Linked DNA regions of Sus scrofa: region 2 is linked to region 1. Evidence: chromatin contacts called from public Hi-C data. All regions are on one chromosome and are shown on one strand. The core of a region is the stretch at or near the end of the contact, and the rest is flanking DNA. Distances in the headings are between cores, read along the strand shown.

What was found. Hi-C and Micro-C count contacts between places; a contact is called where the count stands out from the background.
Region 2: a Hi-C map of embryonic fibroblasts shows a contact between it and region 1, with 3 times the contacts expected there. The contact joins two enhancer-like sites. A contact is called at or near these places in 17 of 47 Hi-C or Micro-C datasets (adipocytes, alveolar macrophages, blood and 9 more) and 2 of 2 datasets of contacts at active chromatin or transcription factors (alveolar macrophages and skeletal muscle).

The regions. Positions count from the first base shown.
Region 1 is chr12:36,011,670-36,018,206 of Sscrofa11.1, reverse strand. No RefSeq gene overlaps it. Among named protein-coding and RNA genes, the nearest start is that of MIR21, 50 kb to the left of the region's middle. Within about 2 kb of position 3,941, at least 58 of the 83 cell types and tissues checked have an H3K27ac peak or open chromatin away from gene starts, as enhancers often do. A contact at or near this core is called in alveolar macrophages, embryonic fibroblasts, epiblast stem cells and 4 more, where this site is marked.
Region 2 is chr12:36,058,123-36,064,659 of Sscrofa11.1, reverse strand. No RefSeq gene overlaps it. Among named protein-coding and RNA genes, the nearest start is that of MIR21, 3.9 kb to the left of the region's middle. Within about 2 kb of position 2,854, at least 61 of the 83 cell types and tissues checked have an H3K27ac peak or open chromatin away from gene starts, as enhancers often do. A contact at or near this core is called in alveolar macrophages, embryonic fibroblasts, epiblast stem cells and 4 more, where this site is marked.

The DNA of each region.
Region 1 (6,537 bases), core at 2,692-5,191:
CTTAAAATTTATAGTTCATCTGTTATAGACATAAACTATCTCTTGGGTAGTCTAGGCAGGAAGAAGTAAGGTTTCAGAAGGCTTTCTCAGGGGCTGACCATCAGCATTCGTTAACATTTTCACAGAAAAAGCAGACAAGTATTTTTGGAAGTTTCAGATAAGTACACAGAGCTTTTCCTCCCTTTCAGACTCCAAGTTACCAGCAAAAAAAAAAAAAAAAAAAAAAAAAAAAACCAAACTGGCCAATATCTGCTGCCTCCTTTTCCTCTCTCTATCCCTGCTTAGATTTTTGTTGGAAAAAAACAAAAAAAACCAAAAAAAAAAACCTCATGTTAATTCTTAGGAAGGCAGACAGGCAGGCATCCACTCCTATGAGTGCCTGTCTGGCCTCTATCTGAAATAACATTGAACTGTGCAATGCAAGAACAACAGTGCTCCAAACACTCAGGGAAAATGTCTGAGTATGCAAGATTTATTAGAAATGACACATTATACAAGTAGTGCATATTGCTTCTCTTCTCTCTCTTTTCCCTGTCTGAAGCCAGTATTTCCTCATATGGTCTCCTCATGTCTCATCAGAAAGGCTATTTACCAAATCTTAGCTGATGCTATGGGAAAAAAAAAATCCTACCTTTCATTTTCAGCATTTTATAATTGACTGTATTTTGGTTACAAGTAACTAATGAAGAACTTATTTCCAGATTCAAAAAGGAATTTTTTTAAAAAGCATATGACAATCTACTGTGTATGTAAAGAGCAATAACACCAGTGTGTGAACAAAACAAAACAAAACAAAAAAAGAAAAAGGAAAAATGACCAAGATGAACTTAAACACGCAAAGCTATGAAAACTAGGTCAGTATAGAATTTACAAAACTGTCAGAGACAGGAAACTTAAGAGACTGAAAACAAAGAATAATGATAAATGGGATTGTCTCTACGATGAAAAATGTAAATAGTGGGATTCTTCCCTATGGTAGAACCCATCATCCCACTTATTAACAAGTTTATAAATGGTCCTGGAAAAAGGCACAAAGTTTATGATCCAAAGCTACAGCTGAAATTAAAATTTTGAAGTAGGAAGAGACAAACTGATGACCATAAACTTAAGGATTATGTAAATACTTGAAAGAGACAGAAAAAACAGGTAAGTGGCAGATGAATTTCAAAGTAGACAACAATAAGATAAAACATTTAGGGAAAAATCATTGAAACATAAAATGGTGGGTTATAAAAGTTTTAAGTCAGGAACAAAGGAAAGGGAACTGAGAGTGGTCTCCCAAGCAAACAGTTTATTAAGGTAAAACACTTTATTGGAAACATCAGCAAAATGCATTGCCAAACAGGACTGTAGTTGAAGAAATCAGAAAAAAAAAAAAAAAAAAGTATAGTACACTTTTTAAGAAAAGTATAGTAATATAGTTGTCCCTGGGAAATCATGTACAGTTCTGAAAACTTCATGTTAGAAAAAATAAAAAAGAATTAGATAAAGACCCATGGGGGGGAAGGGGGTCTAAAATGAGTGACCAAAGAGTTTGGGAGCTATTAGATATAAAAAGTAAATGAGGAATGGATAAACAATGAGATCCTGCTGTATAGCACTGGGAACTACACCTAGTCCCTTGTGATGGAGCATGATGGAGGATAATGTGAGAAAGGGAATATATACATACATATATATATCTATATATGCGTGTGTTTATGACTGGGTCACTTTGCTGTACAGTAGAAAATTGACAGAACACTATAAACCAACTATAATGGAAAAAAATAAAAATCACTGTTAAAAACAGTGAATAATTATTTTCTCTAGAAAGGTTAAAATGGTAACCCACTAAAATCTATAAAGTTATGAAAAGAGGAAAGGGGAAGTGTTTTAAAAAAACCTTATAATACCCAGAATGGTGGTGGCACCCTTTGTAACATGAAAGAGGCAAATTTAAAACAAATGGAAGCGAAGCTTTAAATAATAAGGCTATGAACTTACTGAGTCTTTACCTCAAGAATTTTTACACGTTTTGGTAAGTTAATTGATGCAGAACTCTATCAGGGAAAGGGGGACAAAGAAATCTACAGTACACACCAGCTTTTGAGGGGAGCATTGGATTAATTATCATGCCCACTTCCTGGTATCTCTAAAAAAATTTAGAAGCAGGACAAGGTCATCTTATTACATTGTAAAGCCCAAGACAGGAAAATTAGAAGAACATTCTACCCAGAAAAATTTCCTTAAATACTCAGCAAGAAAGAACTACAGATCTATTATGACAAATCAAAAACCTTGACTAATTAGGAACAAAAACACCTTTTGTAATAGGAAATGAGCATAATAGTTATTCTGCTGCCCATCTTGCATTAACTCTGATCTGAGGCCAGGACCCCCAGAAGCATTCAGCAGTTACAACAGAGGGTGGGTTTGTATTTAAGTGTGTTACAGATTTGCAAACTCATGAGCAAAAAAGCACAGCATATAACAGGTCCAAGTTTCAATGAAAAGGGCCTTTCTCAAGGCATTTTACAAAAGGTGTTTGAAACATAAACCTGAAAAAAAGAATCTTTAAGTTAGTTTAACAAAGGTAACCCAATGCTTGTCCATTCCCTATTTCCCCCTCATATCTGTAAACAGGTGTGCAGATGAAAAGAACAAAGCAGACATAAAACAAAACTCTATTTTTCTCTAATATCTAAAGCAAATTAACAACAAAAATCTTAATTTATTGGTTATTCTGCCTTGTAAATGATTGTATTAACCTCTTATTTTCATTTTTAAATCATCTAATTTCAATCAGAATCACTTCTTCATCAAGACAAATACTTCTTTTGTATTTTAATTTGATCACTGAAAGTTAGTGAGCATTGCTAGAACATAAACAAGTTTAAACTTCCACTATTCTGTGGTATTTGTTCCTGTGAGGGGTAACTAGCTCAAAATTTTCTGCCATGTTCTTTTCCCTAAATTAATTTACCTCACACAAAAAAGGTAGGCAAAATAAAAATGATTTTTATGAGGCTGAATTTAAATGTATTCATCAAATCTATTTAAAAAATAAATGTCTGGCTGAGATGACATGGTTAAATACAGAAAGGAACTGGGTAAAAACACAATGAGCAGACAAGCTTTTCAGTGGCCGTTCTTCCAGCAGCTTACATCAAATTGCAACTCTCTTTCTTGTTCACTTAGTTAATACTATTATGAGAATGGGTTAAAGAAACAGAGAAGGGTCAGAAAATGAAGAGAGATTAAAAGTCTGGGAGTGGAGTGGCAAGAGAAGGTTCAAAATAAAGTAAAACCTTCCTGAGAAAGCAAATAAAATGAGGCATTAAGAATTCCACCATAAATCTCCAACTACAGGAGTATTTTAAGTGCTACCTTTTCTTGGTGAACCAAATGCAAGTAGTGACCTTTGTGTACCAAAGCTAACTGTGTTAGTAGTTGCAATATCCTGCAACAGAATCCTTCAAAAGAGACCACTTAAAATTGCTTAATCCTGATGGTACTTTGTGGTAAAATCACGAGCCAGCTCTGAAAGAAGATCTAGCAGGCCTGCCTTTTCAAAAACCCGAAGTTGTAGGGTGTGGTTGGTTGATTTTGAAAAGAGAAACTACAGTTAACCTTGGAAGCTTTGACATGGCCTTTAAATGATAAAGGAATGTGTTTTACATGTGTGTCTAAGGTTCATTATGGTAATTTATCTGTTTAACCCTTCACAAACAAGCATGAGGGCTTGAGAGCAGGAAGCTTTTCGGTGGAACTCCTGACGCAACACAAACCATAGCAGTTACTGCAAAGCTTAATGCAAACCCTCTAGAGTCCACGTTGACAAATTCTTTAACAAGCCCTGTGGTTACAGGGAAGCTGGTTTCACTCTGACTCACTCCTACTCAAACAGTTTACTGGAAATGAAGGGGAGGGGGAATTTTCAGAGAAGTCATGTGATGGCCAGACAAACCACAGCCAGTAAAGGTTCAACAGAGTCAAAAACAGGTCCCAGCAACAACTGACACCCGGAGTGTTCAACTGGCACTAAATTATATGAAAATAAGTCCTGTTGGGTTTCTGATCATCCACACCATGAATTCTTTCATAAATCTCTGTATATAAAAGAACAGATACTTCACAGGGGTGAAAACCAGCAGGCACTGACATGATGGGCGTAACTACACATAACTTCGTAGGAAAATGTCCTTGATAAAGAAGAGAATCAAAGGAATGTTCAAGCACTTTCAGGAGTATATAAATAACCATTATTAAATGCTTTCCCATTGTCTCTAAACTCAAACGATCAAATATATATTCTACCATAATCAGAAGAATGTAAAAAAAGAAAACATCTTCGATTATCACCCTGGGAGGATGTTCACGGGGTAATCTATTCTGCATGAAAAGAAAATGCACTGGCCATAAGAATAAGAATTACACTATATTAATATCTTATAATAACCTATAATAGAAAAGAATATGAAAAAGAACATACAAAGTTACAGATATAAAAAACTGAATCACTTCGCTATACATCTCAAACACTGTAAATGAACTGTACTTCAATTTAAAAAAGATACTACTCAGTATTCAAAAAACTACATTAAATATATTTAATACAAACTAGTAAAATGAGTATTTAACTTAATTTGGGGACTTAGTTTCATTAAGCCAGACTAAGTAGCCAAGTATTAATTAATTTAAATACTGCAGTCCTAAACATAAGCTTAGAAATGCTCCCTTAAGATTAAATCCAGAAACTAAGCCTTTGAGGAACTACTTAATCTAAGATGATGCACAGACTCATGAATTATATCCAAGAGAAAGACAAGCTAACCACTATAAATATGGAGGAAAATACTGTATTCTTTTAAAAGATGAAGTTTTAAGAAATTAAAATTTCTTATTTCTAACTTAATTCTCAATTTTCTATATTGATAGGAATAATAATAAACAGTAAATTTCATTCATACAGAGAGCAACCTGATATTTTGTGAAAAAGAATCCAAGTAGCTAGGTCACTTGGACAGATGTTGTTTAGGAAAGCAAACTTATTCAAACCATATTCTTCTAAGTAAATACGTACAACATTCCTACTCTATTGTGTAAGTTTTAAACACAAAAATACTACAACACCCCCATGCTCCCATTCCCCATTATTTCAATAATACTGGCTACCCTAATCTTTTAGGACACATCAAACAACACATTATTTTTCAAACTCTTTTATTCCTGATGCCTTTAATTCTTTTTCTTTGGTTATGCACCTTGCAGAATATACAAGTCACCACAATAACCTTAATTTTTTCCTAACATATAGAACTTTACATTTTTTTTACTTAATATGAATTAAAAATTTTAAGTCATTTAACTTGATGTCTTCTGTATTATCTCCAACCCTTGCTTTCAGCGCTTTACAATCAGGTGATTATTAAACTCAAAGATGCAATACGGTTCAGTCTTTTTATGTAAGATGATTTCTGTGTTCACTGTATTTTGTATTTTATTTTGCAGTGGAGTAGACTGAATATTTTCTTTTGGCTGAGGAGCAACATGCTCAGTCTGCAAGAACAAGCATTTTATGAAAGGCAGCAAAAAGGGAACCTAGAGGAAAGTGGTTGAGCCTTAGAAAGACTGGTATGATGTGAAAACACCAGTCATGTTCAATATAAAAAATGTTGGAAAAACTAGTCACGAGAACTCCAGGAACCAAGATTGCATTTGATGGCCTCAAAGGTCATGTTTTTGAAGTGAGTTTTGCTTATCTGCAGAATGATGAAGCTGCATTTAGAAAATTCGAGCTAATTACTAAGGATGTACAGGCAAAAACTGCCTGATTAATTTCCATGACATGGATCTTACCTGTGACAAAATGTGCTCTGTGGTCAAAAAAATGGCAGCCACGACTGAAGCTCATTTTTTTTTTGGTCTTTTTTTTGCTATTTCTTGGGCCGCTGCCGCGGCATATGGAGGTTCCCAGGTTAGGGGTCCAATCAGAGCTGTAGCCACCGGCCTACGCCAGAGCCACAGCAACACAGGATCCGAACCGTGTTTGCAACCTACACCACAGGTCACGGCAACGCCGGATCGTTAACCCACTGAGCAAGGCCAGGGACCGAACCCGCAACCTCATGGTTTCTAGTCGGATTCGTTAACCACTGCGCCACAACGGGAACTCCTGAAGCTCATGTTAATATCAAGACTAGTGGTGGTTATTAGCTTCGTCTATTCTGTGTTGGTTTTACCAAAAAAACATAACAATCAGATTCGGAAGACCAGCTATTTAGCACCAACAGGTCTGCCAAATCCATAAGATGATGGAAATCATAACCCATTAGAAACACACAAATGACTTGATAGAAGTTGTCAATAAACTGATTCCAGACAACATTTGAAAAGACAAAAGAAAACGACTGCCAAACTATTTATGTGCTCTCAGACGTCTCTGTTAGAAAAGTAAAAGTGCTGAGTCCCAAGTCTGAAATGGGAAAACTCATGTTTCATGGTTAAGGTAGTAGTTCTGGAAAAGCTACTAGTGATAAGATGTCCTGAAATTGA
Region 2 (6,537 bases), core at 1,605-4,104, 48 kb before region 1:
AAACGGACACAACTTTGGAATGATCAGAGATGTCTTTATAAAGTTTTTTCATGACTTCATTCTAAATATACAGGATAAAAAATGGTGTCAGCTCATTCGTGAGACACCAACAAGATTTTCCTTATACTGTCTCAAAATGTAAAGATCAGTTTCCCGAGAGGGTGTGCAATGCATCATAAAATGGCCTTTGTTTTTGAAGGTGGGAGAGGAAGGGCTGGGCAGGATGGCATGTTAAATTTTACCATGATAGACATGCAAGACTGTTATCCAATCTAGTATAATTTATATACACTTTTGATGACTTAGAAAAACAAAGAAGTCATTTGTGACAAGCCTAAAAAGCTTGACATATTTAACATACTTAGAAACTATTTTTTTTTTTTTTTTTTTGGGTGTCCGGAATTCTTTCATTGTACCATGTGGGCCTTTGTAAGTAACAAATAGAGGCCAGTTTCACTTAGGTTTGCTGCTGAACATCAATTCCACCCTGATAAAATACAACGTGGATTGAAGTGAGGGTGGATACCTTACCTTAATACACAAAGGAAAAGTATGTCAGTGCAAAACATGGACGTTTTAAACTGCTTTCAGGGGAAAAAAAAAAAATTTGATTCAGGTTGGAAAAGGGGATTTTCCTTCCTGGTTTGGAGTCCTCCCAATTTAAGGCAGAACCCGTCCACTGAAATTTTTGCAGTTAAAAAAACTTTTTCTGCTTATTTAGTTTTCTCCTCTGAGTTCAACCGCTGCTGGATTCGTTTGGCATAACTTTGTGCCATGGAGTTAATGATGGACAGGATGAAGTAACACACCATTACAACGACCAACTTCTCAAACAGCCAAGACAACCAGTTTTCTCCCTGGAGGAATAAAGGCAGAACAATTCACAAGAAATGCTTCGTTAGTTCAGTAGTCAAAAGGGGATCACCTACCACGTTTTAACGAAAATAACGAGAACTTGGAGCTTAATGTAATGTCTAAACAATTAAAAACGAAAATCCTGTGTCTCTAGCTACCCTAAAATCCACATTCAGGCCTTTTTACACCCAGTTAAGATTTCACTTTGTTGGATATAAAGTCAATGTTGATACATATAGCTAAGAATGGGGCCAGTATGAGGTCAAATCTTGTCTTTCACTACATAAAGTCTTTGATTAAATTCTACTACCTTGGGGTTCCCATCGTGGCTCAGCGGAAATGAACCTAACTAGCATCCATGAGGACGCAAATACAATCCCTGGCCTCTCTCAGTGGACTAAGGAGTGAGTTGCCGTGAGCTGTGGTGTAGGCTGCAGATGCGGCCTGGATCTGATATGGCTGTGGCTGTGGTGTAGGCTGGCAGCTGTAGCTCTGATTCAGCCCCTAGCCTGGGAACCTCCATATGCCTTGAGTGGCAGCCCTAAAAAGACAAAAAAAAAAAAAAAAAAGTCCTATGCACACTACCTCAAGCCACCATGTAGATAACTTGTTGAGGGTAGTGTCAAGATAGCTCTATCTTGTTCCAATATTAGGAGCAGCATTTAAAATATAAATGTTAACTACTTCTGAAGTCATGTTTGGTCAACTGAGGGCAGCAAAGGGCCAAAGAATGTAAGGCCATCAAAAAAAAAAAAAAAAAAAAAAAAAAGAGAAAATACACACACACAGAACTGCTTCCTTCGAGTTTCCCATTTCAGGTTATTGCTTACTCATCCTCTTCTAGGCATTTCCCTTTGCCACAGAACTGTTTACAGAAAAGGCAGGCTTAGTTTAACGTTTTTAAATACAGCTAGGTTAATAGCTTTGGTTTATATATTTTTAAAAAAGATTATTTTCCCATCTATGAAAAGAAAAATAGAAAATCAGGGATGATATTCAAATGAACTCAGTAAGTCCAATAGTTTTAACTTTTTAAATCCACCTGGAAAGTATACTTATAAATCATTTAAGATCAAGGCAATAACTTATTCTCTGTTAACAGATCCACCATTTTCTATTAGTTCAATGCTTGTTTTTAGAAGACGTACAAAATAGAAGTTACATTTTCTGATTTAGACAAAGACCAATTTGCCAGCAGAGAGTAAATGGAGCCTCCAACTTCCATTAAGACCGACAAACAACCTCACTCTATTTGCCTAAAAATGCCCGTGAGCGCTGTGAATAAGACTTCAGCCTAAAACCCTGGGGGTGGGGAAGAGAGGAAAACGAAGGAGAGTCTCACCTGCAAAGTGCCCATCTCGCTTTTGTGGTGAAGCTTCTGTCGCTGGGCCTCCAGGTATTCCTGGAATGGCTTCTGCAGAGACGGACCTATGCCCGGGACAGCACTGGAAGCAGGGTACAAGGACCCAAGGAAAAAGAAACATTTGGGGGAGAAAAGCACGAAAAATGTTAAAGAAAAATCTATCCACTTACCGCCTCAAGTCAAAAAGCAGGGATTAGAGAGTAAGAGTTAAAAAAAAAAAAAAAAATACAACAATCAGCAGAGCTGGTGGAAATCCTGTGAACTCTTTCCAATGGATAAAAATTCATCCTTGAACAACCTCATAAAGGAGGAAAATCTCTCCCACCAACATGTTTAAGAAAATAGGAGCTGCTGAGAGAGTCCCTTCTGGTGGAAGAGTTAGTTCTCAGAGTGAGGCCAGCTCAGCTGATGCTGCACACTGGTGTGGTACAAAGAATAAAATGAATGACTTCTGAGAAGTCTCACATTTATCACCACCAGTTCCTGTAAGAACTGGTTTGAACCGATTAATAAGGAAATGACTTATGCTTGTGTCATCCCTGGTTGAAAAAGAAACTGCCCGCCCTCTCTCTGACTTGTCCCATCTTCTCAGAGGGGGCGGTCCTTTCTCAATCCAAGTCCTTATTAGGACAATCTGTGCGTCATCCTTATCCAAAAAGAATGCATTAGCAAATTTGGGAGGCACCTCCCACTAGTCAGAAGTCAGTGATTAACAAAGGAACAAAGAAGGAACTATGAACCTTGAATCACTTCGTGGTTTATGGTAGATGGTTTGCACAGAAACTACAGTACATTACTAAACAACTTGTTCTGAGATGACTGGGATAGTGATCTGATAAGTTATGTACTCAGAGCTCCCTCTCACCTAGAATATGTGGGGGCAGTACTGTTAAACCGGTTTGGCAACTGCAGCTACCAGGTTCCTGTTTTAGAAATGCTTGCAGGCATTTTTTAAAAATGGTAACTTGGGGCAACTTAGAAAACCAAACATCTCTATTTTCTATACATTTTTATCTGTCATAATAGGGCGGAAGGGTAAATCTTTTTCCTAGGGCCAGCAAAAAAAGTATTTTATGTATTTGCAACAATGCCTAAGGTTCTCCTTTTAAAGTGTTCGATTCACTTCAACTCCTTTTTTCTAGAACAGTTCAGTAGCTGTTTTCTGCAACAAAAAAGCAGGAGTAGAGGAAGAGAAATTTTTTGCTACTATATTTGCCAGAGGTTAACAAATACATAACTCCTGGCTGACACTTTTCTTTGATCCTTTTAATTGTCAACCACTAAACCTTTAATGGAGTCTTTATTTTGTATCCAACACTGTAATCTGTGCTATGAGAAAAGGAAAAAAACTGCAAGAAATCATCTATATCCACGAGAACTTAAAATAGTTCTGGGGATTCAACACACACACACACACACACACACACACACACACACACACAAATTGATTTTCAAACAAAAGAATTTATAAATCAGTGATAAATTTCTCAATTTTTCGATAGAGAAGATGTATTCCAAAGAAACTGAAGGGAGAAAAGAGAGATCAGTGTGGGGTGAAGTTGTTTAAAATAAAGTCCTTTAATGAACACTTATAGATATAGTTACATGTAGTAGAAGCAATGGATGACTGATGATTCAGAAGACTTGCAGGACGAACATCAAAGGCGGAGAAGGGCAGTCTCTTAACCTATAGTCTCCCTCCCTCTCACAGATTTTTAAGTGGCCTTACATTTGTAGGGTTAAGCCAGAAAAGAACCGTCTCTGAGCTCTGTTGCTGTTTATCATAATGAATGACTCTTCTACAAAGGAGCAACCACAGTACAAACCTTCTCTTTAAAAAAAGAGATTTTCTTTGGGTAGTGCAGAATGAAAATAGCTCATCTTACTCTTGAAATAAACTATACGAATATTAAAAAAAAATCCAATAATATAAATGTACAAAAAGACTGGCTTTGAAGACTGCAGATTTATAAGAACTTTCCGTCAGAAATTGAATCATTTACCCTTAATAACAATACCTTACGACATTATTTAAATGCCCCAAGGATGGTCACAGTCAAGCCATTTTTTTTTTTTTTTCCCCCTTTTTCTTGTTATGGCTGCACCCATGGCATATGGAAGATCCCAGGCTAGGGGTTGAAACGGAACTGCAGCTGCCGGCCTACACCACAGCCACAGCAACGCCGGATCTGAGCCTCGTCTGTAACCTACACCACAGCTCACGGCAACGCCGGACCCTTAACCCACTGAGCCAGGCCAGGGATCGAACCCACATCCTCGTGGATACTAGTCGGATTCTTAACCCACTGAGCCAGGCCAGGGATCGAACCCACATCCTCGTGGATACTAGTCGGATTCTTAACCCACTGAGCCACAACAGGAACTCCCTTTTTTTTTTTTTTTTTTTTTTTTTTTGCAGGTTAAAAAAAAACTTATTTAGAGAGGCTGAAATGACTGTATGCTTAGTTGAATAGCTGGGTTGTACAAGAAGTTCTTTGAAAATATGCTTTCTGATGTCCTTCAAAAGTTGTATTCCATTATGTGTGTACTATTCTTTCTTTAGACTGTAACTTCAGACTAGAGTTAAGCAGAAATGTGGCTTACAGTTTTCCTCAAATCATTCTTGGGCTCCAGGATCAAGCCATTAAAGAAAAAATTAAGATCTAAGACCCAAAGTTCGAAAGGTGCTACTTTGTGAGGGGAATGAGGAAAGGACTGGCAACAATCATTCTAGATACTTTTCAAAATGACTGGAAAACAAAATTTTTTTTTTTTTTTTTTTGCTTTTTTAGGGCCGCATATGTGGCACATGGAAGTTCCTAGGCTAGGGGTTGAATCGGAGCTGCAGCGGCTGGCCTACACTCCAGCCACAGCAATGCCAGACCTGAGGCTTATGTGTGACCTACACCACAGCTCAGGGCAACGCCAGGTCCTTAACCCACTGAGCATGGACAGGGATCAAACCCACATTCTCATGGATCCTAGTCAGGTTCATAAACCACTGAGCCACTTTTAGCTGATAGAGAATATATTTACATGATATATAATTTTCAAAGATTGTCTTGGGCTAATGCAGATTAATTTTTCAAGGTGATCTTGTGTTATATACTTTTCCTTTTTTCTTTCTTTTCTTTCCTTTCTTCCTTCCTTCCTTCCTTTCTTTCCCTTTTTAGGGACTACACCTGAGCTGCAGCTGCTGGTCTAAGCAACAGCCATGGCAACAGCAGATCCAAGTCATGTCTGTGACCTATGCCGTAGCTTGAGGCAATTCTGGATCCTTAACCCACTGAGCAAGGCCAGGGACTGAACTCGCATCCTTGTGGATACTAGTCAGGTTTTTAACCTGCTGAGCCACAATGGAAACTCCTGTGTCACATGCTTTAAGAGTTTTTGGTTGTGGGATGGGAGATTGTTTCTCATAAGAGACTAGGAACAGTTGAAAATAGAGAAGTTAAAAGGTTTTATAGCTGGAGTTCTCACTGTGGCTCAGTGGTAACGAATCCAACTAGTATCCATAAGGACGCAGGTTGGATCCCTGGCCTCACTCAGAGTGTTAAAGGCTCCAGCGTTGCCGTGAGCTATAGTGTAGGTCAAAGATGAGGCCTGGATCTTGAGTTGCTGTGGCTGTGGTGTAGGTCCACAGCTACAGCTCTAATTCTACTCCTAGACAGGGAACTTCCATATGCCCAGGTGCTGCCCTAAAAAGACAAAAAAAAAATTTTTATAGCAATGTATTAAGCAAAACTATCATGAACAAATATGATCTGAATAAATCAAAAAGTTAACCTATTTAAAATACAGTTATTAAGTGTTAATTGAAATTACAGCTTTCACTCTTAACATGCATTAAAGGAAAATAGCAATACCATTCCACAGCCTCAACCCTCAAATTATTTTCAAGCAGCAGACAGAAGTAAGAGTCCATTCTGACTTTTAGGGTTAATTTAAGGTACATACATGAGAAAGGGAGGGAGGAATAACCCGCATCTCAGTTCAAGGTCTTTTTATAGTTGGCTTAGGAAATAACTTAAATGCCACTTTCTAAAAGCCATTAAATTCTGAAAACCTTGTGCACCTGGCTAAGGATGCTCATTTCAACCATAGTGAGTGGGTGAAGTTCTCCACCTGCCATTAGGTGATGATTATGTGCAAAGTATTACAGTTACTATTTTTCAGGCAACATTTGGACTTAAATATACTTAAATTAACCTTGTGAACACTCATTTTTCTCTAGGTGAGAAAGTCTTAAAGAAGGAAAAAAAAACAAAACAAAAGAAAGAATAAAATTGATCTCATCTACTTTTCCTTGCTGTAGACCT